Regions from separate parts of the Rattus norvegicus genome. Here all the other regions are linked to region 3. Evidence: chromatin contacts called from public Hi-C data. All regions are on one chromosome and are shown on one strand. The core of a region is the stretch at or near the end of the contact, and the rest is flanking DNA. Distances in the headings are between cores, read along the strand shown.

Region 1 (4,182 bases), core at 179-2,678, 200 kb before region 3:
AGCAGTTGGTTCTCCTAGGTGTGTCCAGGAGGCAGATGACAGTGCGGGGCTCTCTCCCTTCTACCTCTTCTCAGAGTCTGCCACATGAATACGTTATATATTAATACAGCATTAATACAGAATAAAACAACCAGCCAAGATAAACTGGATTTTCTTTCTCCCTACCTGTCTGAGGATGTGTGAAACAAAAAAATTAAGAGCAACAAAATTTTGTAAGATGGAAAAAAGGGGGCGGTACCTGAAGGAAAAAGCTCTTCCAAGGAATACAGCAGATTACGAAAAAGTAAGACTTTGAAAAGCATGGGGAAGGAACAGCTTAATTTAAATATTGGCAAAATGTATGCCAAGCATGAAGTTCCTATTGGACATCCCAGCCCTTGGCAGGTGGAAGAGGCAGGGAGGCAGCTGAAGACCATTCTCGGCTACTGAGAGAGTTTGAGGCTAGCCTGGGGTTCCTCCACAATAGAGACAAATTTAAAATGCTTGATTCCTGAAAATGAAAGGCCCAATCCCCAGACATCATAAGGCATTAATAAACTCCCTGACTACTCCTATCTTCATGAAATGTGAAGCTCAAGTAACTTGAGAAGATGGAATCACAGATCTACGAATTAACTCATAATGAGCGCTATTTTATAGTCATAAATAAGTGTGCTAGGGATGAAAGGCTGGATACGGACACTGAGTTGAATTAAAAACGGAGAAAACTACTGTTTTTCTAAAAGAAGGTTTTTAGAGGTAGATTACAGGCCGTGATCTGATAGCAACAGGAGCTAAGCACTTTTTCAACCAACCCCAGGAAAACAGCTCAGGGTTGGGGGAGTGAACTGACTAGATGAATGGGGCATTGAGTGAGCGAGACTGAGGGAGGGAAAACCATCAAGGGTGATTATGCCTAATTCAGGACGCACGAATTAATCTCTCCCAAATGGAAAACGCAAGGAAGGGGGGGAGACGGGGGAGGGGGGAGTGAAGCACAGTAGATTCTTCACTTATTTCGACCTCCAGGTCAGAGACGAGGGCTTGCACTCCTTGGACCCCCAAGCAAACACGGTTACCCGGGTGTGAAAATTTTGCAAGGGCCAGGGCCCTTGCTAGAAAACTGCAGCCTGATGCTCCCTAATATCCTGGCGGGGTGCCAGGGGACATGAGGCACACTGGTATCTATGGCAGGTGTTTCGTGAGTGCTCGCGTGGACTTCTGAACTGAGACTGGGCGGCGAGACTACGTGCGGCGACAAGCAGGCGGCGGCGGCCAGCCCAGGACTTACCTTGCTGTCATCCATCTCCGCAGACAGGCCGGCCCGGCCCGACGCCCTCCCGGCCCTCCCCCTCCTCAGCGGGCCAGGCCCGGCCCCCGCCCCGGGGAAGAAGGGGATATGGCTCTGACTGCCTCCTCCTTCGCCTAACAGTTCGCTTCCCTGAAGCCACGGTCACGGGGACCCGGATCAGTTCAGGAATGGCAGAGCGGACCCTGGAGGCTGCCCCAGGCACCTCCCCGCTCGGTCACCGCCTCCTCCTCCCGCCCCATGACAGGCTCCGGGAGTGTTTACAGACGCACTGGCAAGTGGCCCAACCCGAGGGGGGCGGGGCTCTGCAGGCCGATTGGCCCCTTCGGCCGCCATAGCACAGTGGCATTTTGGGAATTGTAGTTTTTCCTTGCATATTCTCTGCGCGACCGACTGGGAAGGGAACTACGACGTCCAGGTAGCCTCCGCTGCCTAGGCTGTTTTCCTGTGTGTGGCCTAGCAGCGCCCAGGAGGCGGGCCTGAATCAAGACGGAACTAGTTCCTACAACATTTAATTTTAATAATGTTTTGGTTGCGGAGGGCCGGGACCTTGCAGAGAAGAGAGACTGTTCAAGGCTCAGCGGAGGCCGAGCTGAAGGTAGAGAACTGGAAGGCTAGGGCAAATGCTTTCCCTCCTCTCCCATGACGGCCCACGGTAAAGTGGGGCAGATGCTTTGGGAAACAATTGCTTAGTTCTTCAGAACATTAAATACAAGACTTAGTTACCATAGAACCACTTCTAGGTATACAGTCAAAAGAAACGCAGCCACACAACCACACAAAAACGCGTACATAAATGTTATCTCGTATCTCGCTGAATGTTGAAGACTCAGTACTCAAAAAGTGAAAACAGTGATGCCACACGCTTCATCCCAACACTCAGGAGGCAGAAGCAACCTGGTCCACAGAGCACATTCCAGGACAGTCAGGACGGTTATACAGAACGAACAAACATAAAAGAAAAGAGAAAGAAACAGGTACACTCTATTATATCAGTAAGCTTTGACTAAAATGTTAGGCGCCAGTCACCAAAGGCCGTATGTTGTTCGATCCAGCTTATAAGGAAGTATCCAGAATTGGCACAACTAAAAGGACTAGTCTGTTGTTGCCAAATGCTGGGGCTAAGGAATGTCAGGGAAGAAGAGGAATTTTGGTTTCTTGTTGCCTGAAAATGCTCTGAATTGATTTTGGTGACGGCTGCACCATCCTGTGAATAGGCCAAACAAAAACAAAAAACAACAACAAAAAAAAAACCTACTTAACATTTATTTGGGTCAAGTTATGAAGAGATCTCTAAAGTGTCTCTTGACTCAATAAGCCGGTTTGTTAACTGTTATTGTGAGCCACTCTTGGGCTGTGAGAACTGGCCAAAGATTGCGATTTTATCTATTACTTCTGGAAAGCCTTGAGCTCATTCTTTACAAACGCATTTACAGTACCCTTTCCGAAATTCAACTGAGGTGGTGTTGTGGGAATCAGTAGTAAATATACAGGATATATAGTTACATTTGTATTTAAGCTGTGTGTGTGTCCTCTTCTATCTTGATGCACATCGTTGACTCAGGGTCACAGGGCCAGCCACCTATCTCTGCTTCCTTGGCCCTTGCAGAGGGGGCGGGCGCAGCTTTTGACATGGATCCTGGGGAATCTGAACTCAGGAGCTCTTATTTTTGCAGCCATCTCTGCAGCACTCCTTTTTTTGAGATTAGAATTAATATTTTATTTTTTTAATATTTATTTATTTTATGTATATGAATACACTGTAGCTGTCGTCAGACACACCAGAAGAGGGCATCAGATCCCGTTACAGATGGTTGTGAGCCACCATGTGGTTGCTGGGATTTGAACTCAGGACCTCAGGAAGAGCAGTTGGTGCTCTTAACCGCTGAGCCATCTCTCCAGCCCTAGAATTAATATTTTAAACAGGCCGGTCTCACACTTGAGGCATTCCCCCTGCCTCTACCTCCCCAATGCTGTGTAATCAGTACATTCCATCATGTCTGGCATAATAAGCCATACTCTTTTGTTTTAGGATTTAAACATTTTATTTTATGTGTATGGATGGATGTTTTGCACGCACTTCTGTCTGTGCACCAAGTGCCCGCAGTACCCATGGAGGTCAGAAGAGGGTGCCAGATTTCTTGGAACTGGAGTTACTGATCCACTATGTGGGGCTTAGGAATTGAACCCAGGGTCTTCTGAAAGAGCAGCCAGTGCTCTTAACCAGTGTGACATCTCTCCAGTCCCCCATAAGATGTACTTTTATTATTTTTTTTAAAGATTATTTGATTTTTTTTAGTAAAAAGTGGGCAGTCTCTCACCTGGCAACTCTACACTAAGGTTAAAATGGGAAGGTTGAATGATCTTCATCGGAGCTGTCGGGTGACTTAGGAGAACTAAAGCAGATCCACCCCCCACCCCCAACCCCCCATGGTGGAGCCTCATATTCAGATCCTAAGATTAGAAACGGGTCTGGCAGGCTGGCCCTCCTGTGGTCAGACCCACCTAGGTCATTGCAGCTGGCATTCCTAGAGATGAAAGGGACACCTAGTGCTGTCCTTTCCAATGGTTAGGGAAGCAAAAGCCTGAGTGGGGAACAGAGAAATGGCTCAGTGGGTAAAGGTACTTTGTTGCCAAGCCTGAGCTTGATCCCTGGGACATACAAGATGGAAGGGTAGAACTGATGTCTGGGAATTATCCTCTGACATATTCTCTCTCTCTCTCTCTCTCTCTCCCTCCCCCTCCCCTTCTCCCTCTCCCTCTATCACTCACACACACCTTGTGTAGGGTGGTTTCCACCTCAAAGCATACCCTTCTGTTAAAGAAACTGATTTTGCCACAACCCCACTCAAAACAAACAAACAAACAAACCAAAACTCCCAAACCTAAAGTAA
Region 2 (4,495 bases), core at 146-2,645, 230 kb before region 3:
ATCACCCCCACCCCCACTCCCTCTCACACATGCTGGACTATAATAGTTGAGCTCCAGGCCAGCCTAGTTACAAAGCAGGACTATGTCTAATAAAAAGCAAATACATAAAATATTTAGTGCTTAAGAACACTGGCTGTGGGGTTGGGGATTTAGCTCAGCGGTAGAGCACTTGCCTAGCAAGCGCAAGGCCCTGGGTTCGGTCCCCAGCTCCGAAAAAAAGAAAAAAGAAGAAAAAAAAGGACCTGGGTTCAATTCCCAGCACCTACATGGCAGCTCACAACTGTCTAATTCCAGTTCCAGGGGATCTGACAACCTCACACAGACATACATACACAGGCAGAACACCAGTGTTCATAAAAAGAAATTTAGAAAATATTAAGTTACATACATTTTTATCCAGAGCAGAAGGAAGCCTCTTACCCTTTAGAAGATTGTCATCAAGCCACTTAAGTAAAGTTAAGGATGATCGGGGTTGGGGATTTAGCTCAGTGGTAGAGTGCTTGCCTAGCAAGCACAAGGCCCTGGGTTCGGTCCCCAGCTCTGAAAAAAAGAACCAAAAAAAAAAAAAAAAAAAAAAAAAAAAGGATGATCTACCATTCCTGGCAAACTGGGTGGGTGGGTGAGATGGCTCAGCAGGTAGAGGTGCTTGCCACCAATTTGACTGAGTTCTGTCCCTAAACGGAAAGAACCAGCTCCAGAAAGTTGTATCCACCATACCCCTGCCTTATGGTTCTACACACACACACACACACACACACACACACACACACACACACCAATACATTTTATTTAATATTTATTTTTAATTTGGTAATCAGTTCTGTATCTCTCCTGCTTACTGCGACACAATTCATGTGTTGGAGGAAAAAAAACGTCGTTGCTGCGCGCAGACCTTGAAAGGATGCATAGCCCGCCTTTGTTCAAATTCGTCAGGAAGGGAAGGCTGAAGAACCCGGATGCAGTTCTGCAGATTGCCGCTTGACGGCGCTGTGGCTAGCGGGCAGAGCCCTCTCTTGACCAAACTAGTCATCGGAATTCAGAGAAATCTTGGTCTCTTAGCAACCACACAGCCAAGCTTGCTGAGTACCCAGACTCAGCTATGAGTTAATTGGTGTGCTCAAAATGCAAAGCTTCAAACATCAGAGGAAGTCCCCTGGCAAATAATACCCGTTACAGGCGCGAAATCGCTACTCAAAATATTTTTTTTAAACCATTTTACAAATGTGATCACGCTCAAAAAAGCCCCGGCAGACCACCAAACCCACAGCACTTACCGTGTCTTCTCTGTTTTCTGTTCCTTTTCTTTCTAAGTCAGCGTCTCTCATGTACCCCGGGCTGATTTTGTACTCCCTGATCCTCCTGCCTCAACGTCCCCCGTCCTGGGATTACAGGCATGCATCACCACATCTGACGTTTTTCCTTGCTGGCAGCAAATCCAGGACTTTGTGCGTGCTCGGTAAGCACTATACAGTCTGAGCTCCATTCTGCCCCTCGGCTGCTTCCATAATTTGGTTCAGAGAACGTGCAGATGTCGTCATGGCAATACCCTCTAGTTTCCCCTGAGCGGGTGCACATGTGCAGGGTTAAATAGTCAGTTAAACTCGGTGTGGAATGAATTCCGTTCAGGCCTATCTCATTGACCTCAGGCCTCTCAGTTTCTAATTTTTTGAGCTGCTACAATCTAGGCAGTTCTGGACTTTTTCCAAATGTGAACACGTCAAGACGTGCTATCTATTCTTTCTCAGAAGCCTTTTTAAAAGGGTTTTTGGAGTCCGGTGAGATAATTCAATGTTTAAAGGTGCTTGATACCAAGCCTGGTCTGGACCTGAGTTTGAGCTCCTAAACCCACAGGATAGAAGGAGAAAACAGATTCCCATAGTTTGAGCTCTGATCTCTATGCATGCTGTGGTGTATGTATGTGTGCACACATACACATTCACACACACACACACACACACACACAACCACACACCCCTCCAAATAAATAGCAAACAATAAAACACTGCTTTAAGCCAGGGATGCTATACACATATGATTCTAGTACTTGAGAGGATGAGGCAAGAGGACCTGGAATTCAAGGGCTCTTTGTGCTGCAGAGAAAGACCCCGTTTCATGAAAGTTAAATTTACGCACGGTATCTTTCTTAGTTTATTTTCTTGTTCGTGTGATTAAATACTGTGACACAAAAAACTCTAGGGAGGAAAGGTTCAAATGACTGTGAAAGGTTCACAGTTCAAGGTACAGTCCATCATGGAAGCTAATTTAAGGCAGCAGGAACTTGAAAGAGTTGGTCACATCATCTTGGCAGCCAAGAACCAGTGTGAGGAAGAGGGGGAGAAGGAGGGGAGGAAGGAGAGGGAGGGAGGGAGGGAGGGAGGAAGAGTGAACCTTGCTTAGATCATTTTATCCTTTTATTCAGTCCAGGATCCTTTGTAGGAGGAACTGTACCACCCATAGTAGGCAGAAGGAATTGTACCACCCATAGTGGGCAGAAGGAATTGTACCACCCATAGTGGGCAGAAGGAATTGTACTACCCATAGTGGGCAGAAGGAATTGTACTACCCATAGTGGGCAGAAGGAATTGTACTACCCATAGTGGGCAGAAGGAATTGTACTACCCATAGTGGGCAGAAGGAATTGTACCACCTATAGTGGGCAGAAGGAATTGTACCACCCATAGTGGGCAGATTTTCCCACTCTAAATAAAGCAGTCCAGATCATTGATCATCCCCTACATAGATACACTTGGAGGCTCATCTTCCAGGCAATCTTAGATTCTGTCAAATTGGCCACACCAACCATAACAGTGTCCCATGCTTATAACCCCAGCATGTGGGAGCTAGAGGCGAGAGTTAGGAATTCAAAGCCAGGATTGGCTACAGGAGTGTGTGGGAAAACAAAAGCAAAACAAAACCAACTCAAAACAAAGGAATTGCAGGGACTGCACTGGCAACTCTCCATCAGCTCTGAGTTACACAGTAGAGTTTACGAGGTTTGGATGCCCTTCCGACTTGAAGGGTGTGGGGTTTTAGTTCTGCAGGGTAACCAAATGCATGTCCTGCGTCAGGCTGAGGAGGCAGATCTGGAGGTCTGAGGACATCATCTGGTTTGGAGCATGCAACAGCCAGTAGGGTCCTCCAGAAGTTTACTCACCAAAGCTTAGATGCAGAAGACTAACACTCCTTTAGGGGAAAGTTTCGTTGACATTGCAGTAAGGTGGCTATTGCGCTTTTCTGTAGTCATGGCAACCTGACTACGGTTCCCAGCACGACGGAGGTGGCAGGTCACAGGAGGATCTGAACCTGACGGCTAGAAACCAAAGAAGGTGCAGAGAATGGACCAGGACCTGGTGACGTGCCTCCCTACCTCATGCTTCAAGTCTGCCTGGCTCCCCACCCTGTTTAATGAGTTCCTGTCTAGGAACTCGATTGTTGGTTTTGCCCTCTCTCCCTCTCAGCTCTCTCCCTTTTGAGAATAGTCTATCACAGCCCCTGGAACCCGGCTCAGGGCGACTTTGAACTTCTGATCCTCCGCCTCCCAGTGCTGGGATTGCATGTGTTCACACGGTTTCTGTGGTGTTGGGGACTGTTCGAGCTGGTGTCTGCCCATCGAGATGAATGCCGACCCTGTGGGCCTAGCCTGTTTCTTATTTGTCCTCAAGACCCTTCCGTGACGTCTGACTCCAGGAGGAGGTGTCAGAGTTTTCAAACACTTTCGCTAGGCACAGCTCCTGGTCTCTCTGGTTGTTCTGCTCATGTTCTTAGGGGCTTTTCCTTTTTGGCCTGGACTAGTAAACAATGAGGATTACTCTACCAAGGCCCGGGGCATTCCCAGCTTGCATGTCCTCTCTGCCCTCACAGAAGAGCCCTGCCTTCTAGTGGAGGAGTGAAGGGGTGTTTGGTGTGTTTTTCCCATGTTCTTTTCTCTTCCTGTCTGGCTGTTGGGCTTGTCTGCTCCAGCTTGAACAGTGGTTTTCTGTCAGTATTTCTGTTTTTTGGTTTTGTTTGTTATTTTTAAGACAAGATCTTTATATATAGTCCTGTCTGGCCCAAAACTCACTATGTATGTATGTATGTATGTATGTATGTATGTATGTATGTATGTATGTATGTATTTTGATTTTTTGAGTTGACATCTCATATAGCCCTGGTTGGTCCCGAACTTGTGATGTTGCCGAGAAGGAACCTTCTACCTTCAGCTAAAAGGGGCCGGACAAGTTTAGTGAGGGTCGTTTCCTGTTCCTTGCCACAGATCTTGTATTATTTTCTGTAGCCCCAGCAGGGATGCTCTGGGTGTGGTCTTGGGTGGTCTGAGCTCCATTTGACTCCGAGCTGCCCTGGCCTTCAGACTCAGTTCAGAGTCATTGGTCTCAGGGTCTTTAAAGTGCTTGCCAGGAAGGGGTTGCTGAGGGACAAGAGACTGGACTGGGCTTTTCCCGTTCAGATCTTTATCCAACAGAATGGTTTGTCAGGCACAGCTCACTGCCTAACTCCA
Region 3 (4,452 bases), core at 650-3,149:
CCAAGGTCAGCAGCCCTAGAAACAGATTTAGGAAAGGCACTGAGGGTTTCTTGGTGACACGGAATGCCAACCATATCAAAGCCAACCAGGTGTGTTGAACAGAGCCAGTAGTGGCCGAAACCTCTGGTTCCAACCACAGATTGTAAGTCTATACCTAAGGCTCTGGGGAGCTTTGGTGCAGCACAGAAGGCAGAAACCATCAACAGGACCATTTCAGGCAGAGGCGGCGTTCAGAAAATTGGAGCATTGCTTCTGGGGTATGTCAATTTAAACCTACAAGGAGTCTCTAGAACAAGAAGTCTCTTACCCAAATAATTCCCTGGCTGGAACGAGAATGAACCCTAAAATGTCTTAATACTCGAAAGTTCTACTGGACAATAAGTACACTCAGGCCCATCAGTTTGAACGTAGATATCACAGAAACTACTCTGTCTTCTAGAAGCTAGCCTCTCCTGATGCCTGACCTTGCTGGGGTGGGAGTAGGGGACAGAGGACAACAATGACAGGCCTCTGCTTTTATTGCTTTTTCAGGAAAAGTTTATCCTGGCTTTGTAATTTATCTAACTTTGTTTTACAAAAGTCGTACCAGTCTTTTCTGTTACAAATTACACCACCCTCCTCTCCCCAGACTCAAAGGAAGAGGGACATGAAAGTATTTAGGCATTATTTCTTCATAAAACGGGTAAAGATGTGGGCAAAAAATATGTATACTATAAAAATTACATATAGGGGCTGGGGATTTAGCTCAGTGGTAGAGCGCTTACCTAGGAAGTGCAAGGCCCTGGGTTCGGTCCCCAGCTCCAAAAAAAAGAACCAAAAAAAAAAAAAAATTACATATAAACATATGTAAAGGTCTGGCACAGGAGGGTATGTAAATTCTATCAGAACTAAGCCCATGCTGTTGGTTCCCGGATGAGCAGCTGTGTGATAGGAGGCCACACTACTTCCCCTAAAGTATGCTTCTGGCCTGACACAGAAAAGTAAGAGGTGAGCCAGTTTTGCGGGTTTGTTAAAAACAGACATGACGCTCTAGGCCTTCCAAGGAATCAAAGCACGACAAAGCTAGTGGATTCAAGCCCGACTGCAGCTCTTGAAGGAGCTCGTGAGGAACGCCCTTCAGCATGAATCATCCCTGCATCTGTTAGCTTCCACATTTCTGAGTGGCAAAGGTTACCAAGTAGAGAGCCATTCTGCGACTCTTTTGCCATCAGACATTTTAACTAATTAGGCTTGCAACCCTTGAGCCTATCCAGGGCACTCTCAGAGGTTACCTAAGTAACAACAACAAAAGGACCAAATGGTTTTCAACTACCAGCTGTTTTATTGAGTACCCACTATAGGTCCAGCACAATACCCTTCCGATTCCTACCCCAAACGCTTTGAGAAATCTAAAGAAATGTGAACAGAAGATACACTAGAGACTGCCGGCCATCTAGCCAACTTATCAAAAAACGGACCCGATACCTGAATGGGAAAGAGCAGTTCCTGGAAATATTTGCACCCAAACATTGAGAGTGGCCACCCAGTGCTCACAGGTCCCTTCTGAAAAAGTACCCCGACACCCTGATTTTCAGAGAACCTGATCTTAGCGGTTCTGGCTATGATCAATCCAGGTTAGCCAAATCTCGGGCATCAGTGAGGAGTCCTGGACCCGAACATTAAGGAGATCGTTTTTTAAGAATTAGGGTGAAGCTGAGCTAGCCGGTTTAGGGAACCAGGATTTGGGCGGGAGGCCACGCTTTCTCAGTGTTAGGGCACACTGAGGGCCCTTCACTGGGGCTGTCGGCTCCGCCAGCAACACCCGTGCGGGAGGTGAGGCACCGACCTGAGGCGTTCAGATCGCCGGGGCGGCTCTCGGCCTCCGCGCTCTGCTCGCTGCCCATGGCGCCAGCAGCAAAGGGACAGCGGGGCAGGGGCCGGGGAGAGTGGGGAGACCCCGCAGGACCACAGATACTCGAGGAGGCGCGGCGCGAAGGCACGCCGCCACTCGCCTTCCTGAGGGGCGGGTTGACAGAAGGCTCGCGACACCGGCGGGGCTACGGTCGCGACCGGCGGGCGGCGCTGCTGTCATTCACTGGCTCAGTTGTTTCAACTCGCTCCTTCCGGGACGCCGATTGGCCGCGCGGGAGACGCAAGGCCTTCAGTTCCGGGTTTGAAGGTCCCGCCTCCAAGCCGGAGAGACGGGGCGGGGCAGGAGGCGCGCGCTGGAGGCTGGGGCGGCGCTGTCTTAAAGGGCCAGGCTTCCCCAAGGTCAAAGATGACCAGAAGATAAAGTCATTTCCTACCTTGTGTAGCATTGTGAACAACACATGTTAAGAACTGTAATGCTGGTTATCTTCAAACAACTTTACAAAATGGGCTTGATTTTTGTTTTTGAGACAGAAGTTCACACTGTAGCCCTGGTGACCTCCAACTCTTGATCCTCCTGTCTCAACCTACTGTTAAGAGTTTACAGGGGTAAACCACCAGGTCAGGCAAAATCGGTATTTTTACCTCTATTTTACCAATGAGGAAGAAAGGTGGTCTGTAGCCCTCAAATTTCAATTCACGCTAGTACTGAAGCAAAGCTCTTTTCTAAACTTTGAAAGCAGGGAGTTTTGAAGAGGGGGAGGGCAGGCAGGAAATGCCAAGAGTCGGGTGGTTTTGTTTGTTTGTTTTTTGTTTTTGTTTTTTTTAAAGAGTTTTAGAAATAAGAAATTGTTAGGATGTGCTGCTTTCTTGACAGGTCACTATGGGACTACTAGAAGCCAGGAAGATATACAGCTAACAAAAAAAGGAAATTGCTTATCTGCGCAAATCACAGATAGATGGTTAGGGGTTCTCTCATCTGCTTCAAAAATTACAAGCAGCTAGGCTTTTTGATGTATACCTGCGTTTTAAAATTCCTTCCCTTGGGGAGATATAAATACATCGACACCCTCCTACAGTCTCAACTACCCCGAAGTTCAGCCTGAGGAATCAGTGGATTTTACTAGGCTCATTTACAGAGCAAGGGTTGAGGCGGCAGGACCATGGTTTAAAACAGCCACACTGAAAGTTCAGCACGCAACATGCAGGGACATTCCCATTGTCTTAGTCAGGGTTTATATTTCTGCACACAACATCGTGACCCAAACGCAAGCTGTGGAAGAAAAGGTTTACTCAGCTTATACTCCCACATTGCTGTTCATCTCCAAAGGAAGTCAGGACAGGACCCTGGAGGCAGGAGCTGATGCAGAGGCCATAGAGGGGTGCTACTTACTGGCTTGCTTCCCTCAACTTGCTCAGTCTCCTTTCTTATAGAACCCAAGACCACCAGCCCAGGGATGGCACCACCCACAATGCCTGCCCCTACCCTTGATCACTCATTGAGAAAATGCCTTACAGCTGGATCTCATGAAGTCATTTCTTCAAGGGAGGCTCCGTTCTCTGTGATAACTCCAGCTGTGTCAAGCTGACACACAAAACCAGACAGTACATGCATTTAGCTGTGTAACTAGAGTCCCAGCCCTTCGTGTCCCACCTATATACCCTAGCTCCACCCAGAGATAGCCCTCACCCCAAAAGCCACCTTCAAGCAGAATTGCACACAACTGCATAACTGGTTGTGAGGAGTGGCTGGATACTCAGCTGAGAGTTCCATGATCCACCCCCACCCCTTACCCTCTCTTTCCTTCCTGGAATGAAGTCAGAACGCCCCGCTGTGGTGATCTTTGGCTAGCAGGCCCAGTTGGAATCCTGAAGTTTGGTTCATAGTCCTGTACAACAGCCTGTATTCCGGTGCTCGGAAACTGTGGTGGTGGAGACAAGAGGGTCAGGGGTTCAAAGTTGTCCTTGGGTACTTAGAGAGTTTGAGGCCAGCCTAGTCTACATGAGACTTAAGAGACAAAACAAGAAAAGGTGCTTAGACTTTGTGTATAAATAGAATATCAGCAGAGCCAGATTGACCTGGGATTTTGAACTTTCTTCTGCTATGACACACATACGCTCCATACTTCACCTCATTTAAATTTCACAGCTCCGAGACCAATAAAGACGTGGTTTCCGAAGTGGTGAAAATTGAAATTATTTGGGCTGTGGTTTCAAAAAACTGGTTCTTGCTTCAACTCCCCTTAACAAGGCAATGAGGGGCTGGAGAGGTGGCTCAGCGGTTAAGAGCACTGACTGCTCATCCAGAGGTCCTGAGTTCAAATCCCAGTCAACCACATGGTGGCTCACAACCATCTGTAGTGAGATCTGATGCCCTCTTCTGGTGTGTCTGAGGACAGCTACAGTGTACTTATAATAAATAAATAAATCTTTAAAAAAAAAAAAAAAGACAAGGCAATGAGAAGAATGCAAATAGATTTTTTAAGTTCAGTATTTTGTAGGAATATAAAGACAGACATAAAATCTACCCAGAGATCAGCATAGGCTCCTAGAACATGAGGGATGTTTTGTTTGGGATTTGGTGAGCAGTATTGTTTTTGAGAC

What was found. A called contact is a pair of places that touch in the nucleus more often than the background predicts.
Region 1: a contact with region 3 is called in a Hi-C map of psoas muscle, with 2.3 times the contacts expected there. The contact joins the promoter of Crebl2 here to the promoter of Borcs5 in region 3. A contact is called at or near these places in 3 of 12 Hi-C or Micro-C datasets (the A7r5 cell line, mammary epithelial cells and psoas muscle).
Region 2: a contact with region 3 is called in a Hi-C map of Schwann cells, with 5 times the contacts expected there. The contact joins the enhancer-like site here to the promoter of Borcs5 in region 3. A contact is called at or near these places in 4 of 12 Hi-C or Micro-C datasets (Schwann cells, liver and prefrontal cortex).

The regions. Positions count from the first base shown.
Region 1 is chr4:169,402,009-169,406,190 of GRCr8, reverse strand. Crebl2 (cAMP responsive element binding protein-like 2) reads right to left here and starts at 1,428. Exons shown (of 5, transcript NM_001015027.1): 1 at 1,271-1,428. The coding sequence starts at 1,285.
Region 2 is chr4:169,432,456-169,436,950 of GRCr8, reverse strand. LOC108350781 (a long non-coding RNA gene) reads right to left here. Exons shown (of 3, transcript XR_001837740.3): 1 at 1,275-4,495. Among named protein-coding and RNA genes, the nearest start is that of Crebl2, 30 kb to the right of the region's middle. Within about 2 kb of position 1,395, at least 38 of the 93 cell types and tissues checked have an H3K27ac peak or open chromatin away from gene starts, as enhancers often do. A contact at or near this core is called in Schwann cells and prefrontal cortex, where this site is marked.
Region 3 is chr4:169,202,165-169,206,616 of GRCr8, reverse strand. It overlaps Borcs5 (BLOC-1 related complex subunit 5), which reads right to left and starts at 1,899. Exons shown (of 4, transcript NM_001108650.2): 1 at 1,826-1,899. The coding sequence starts at 1,883.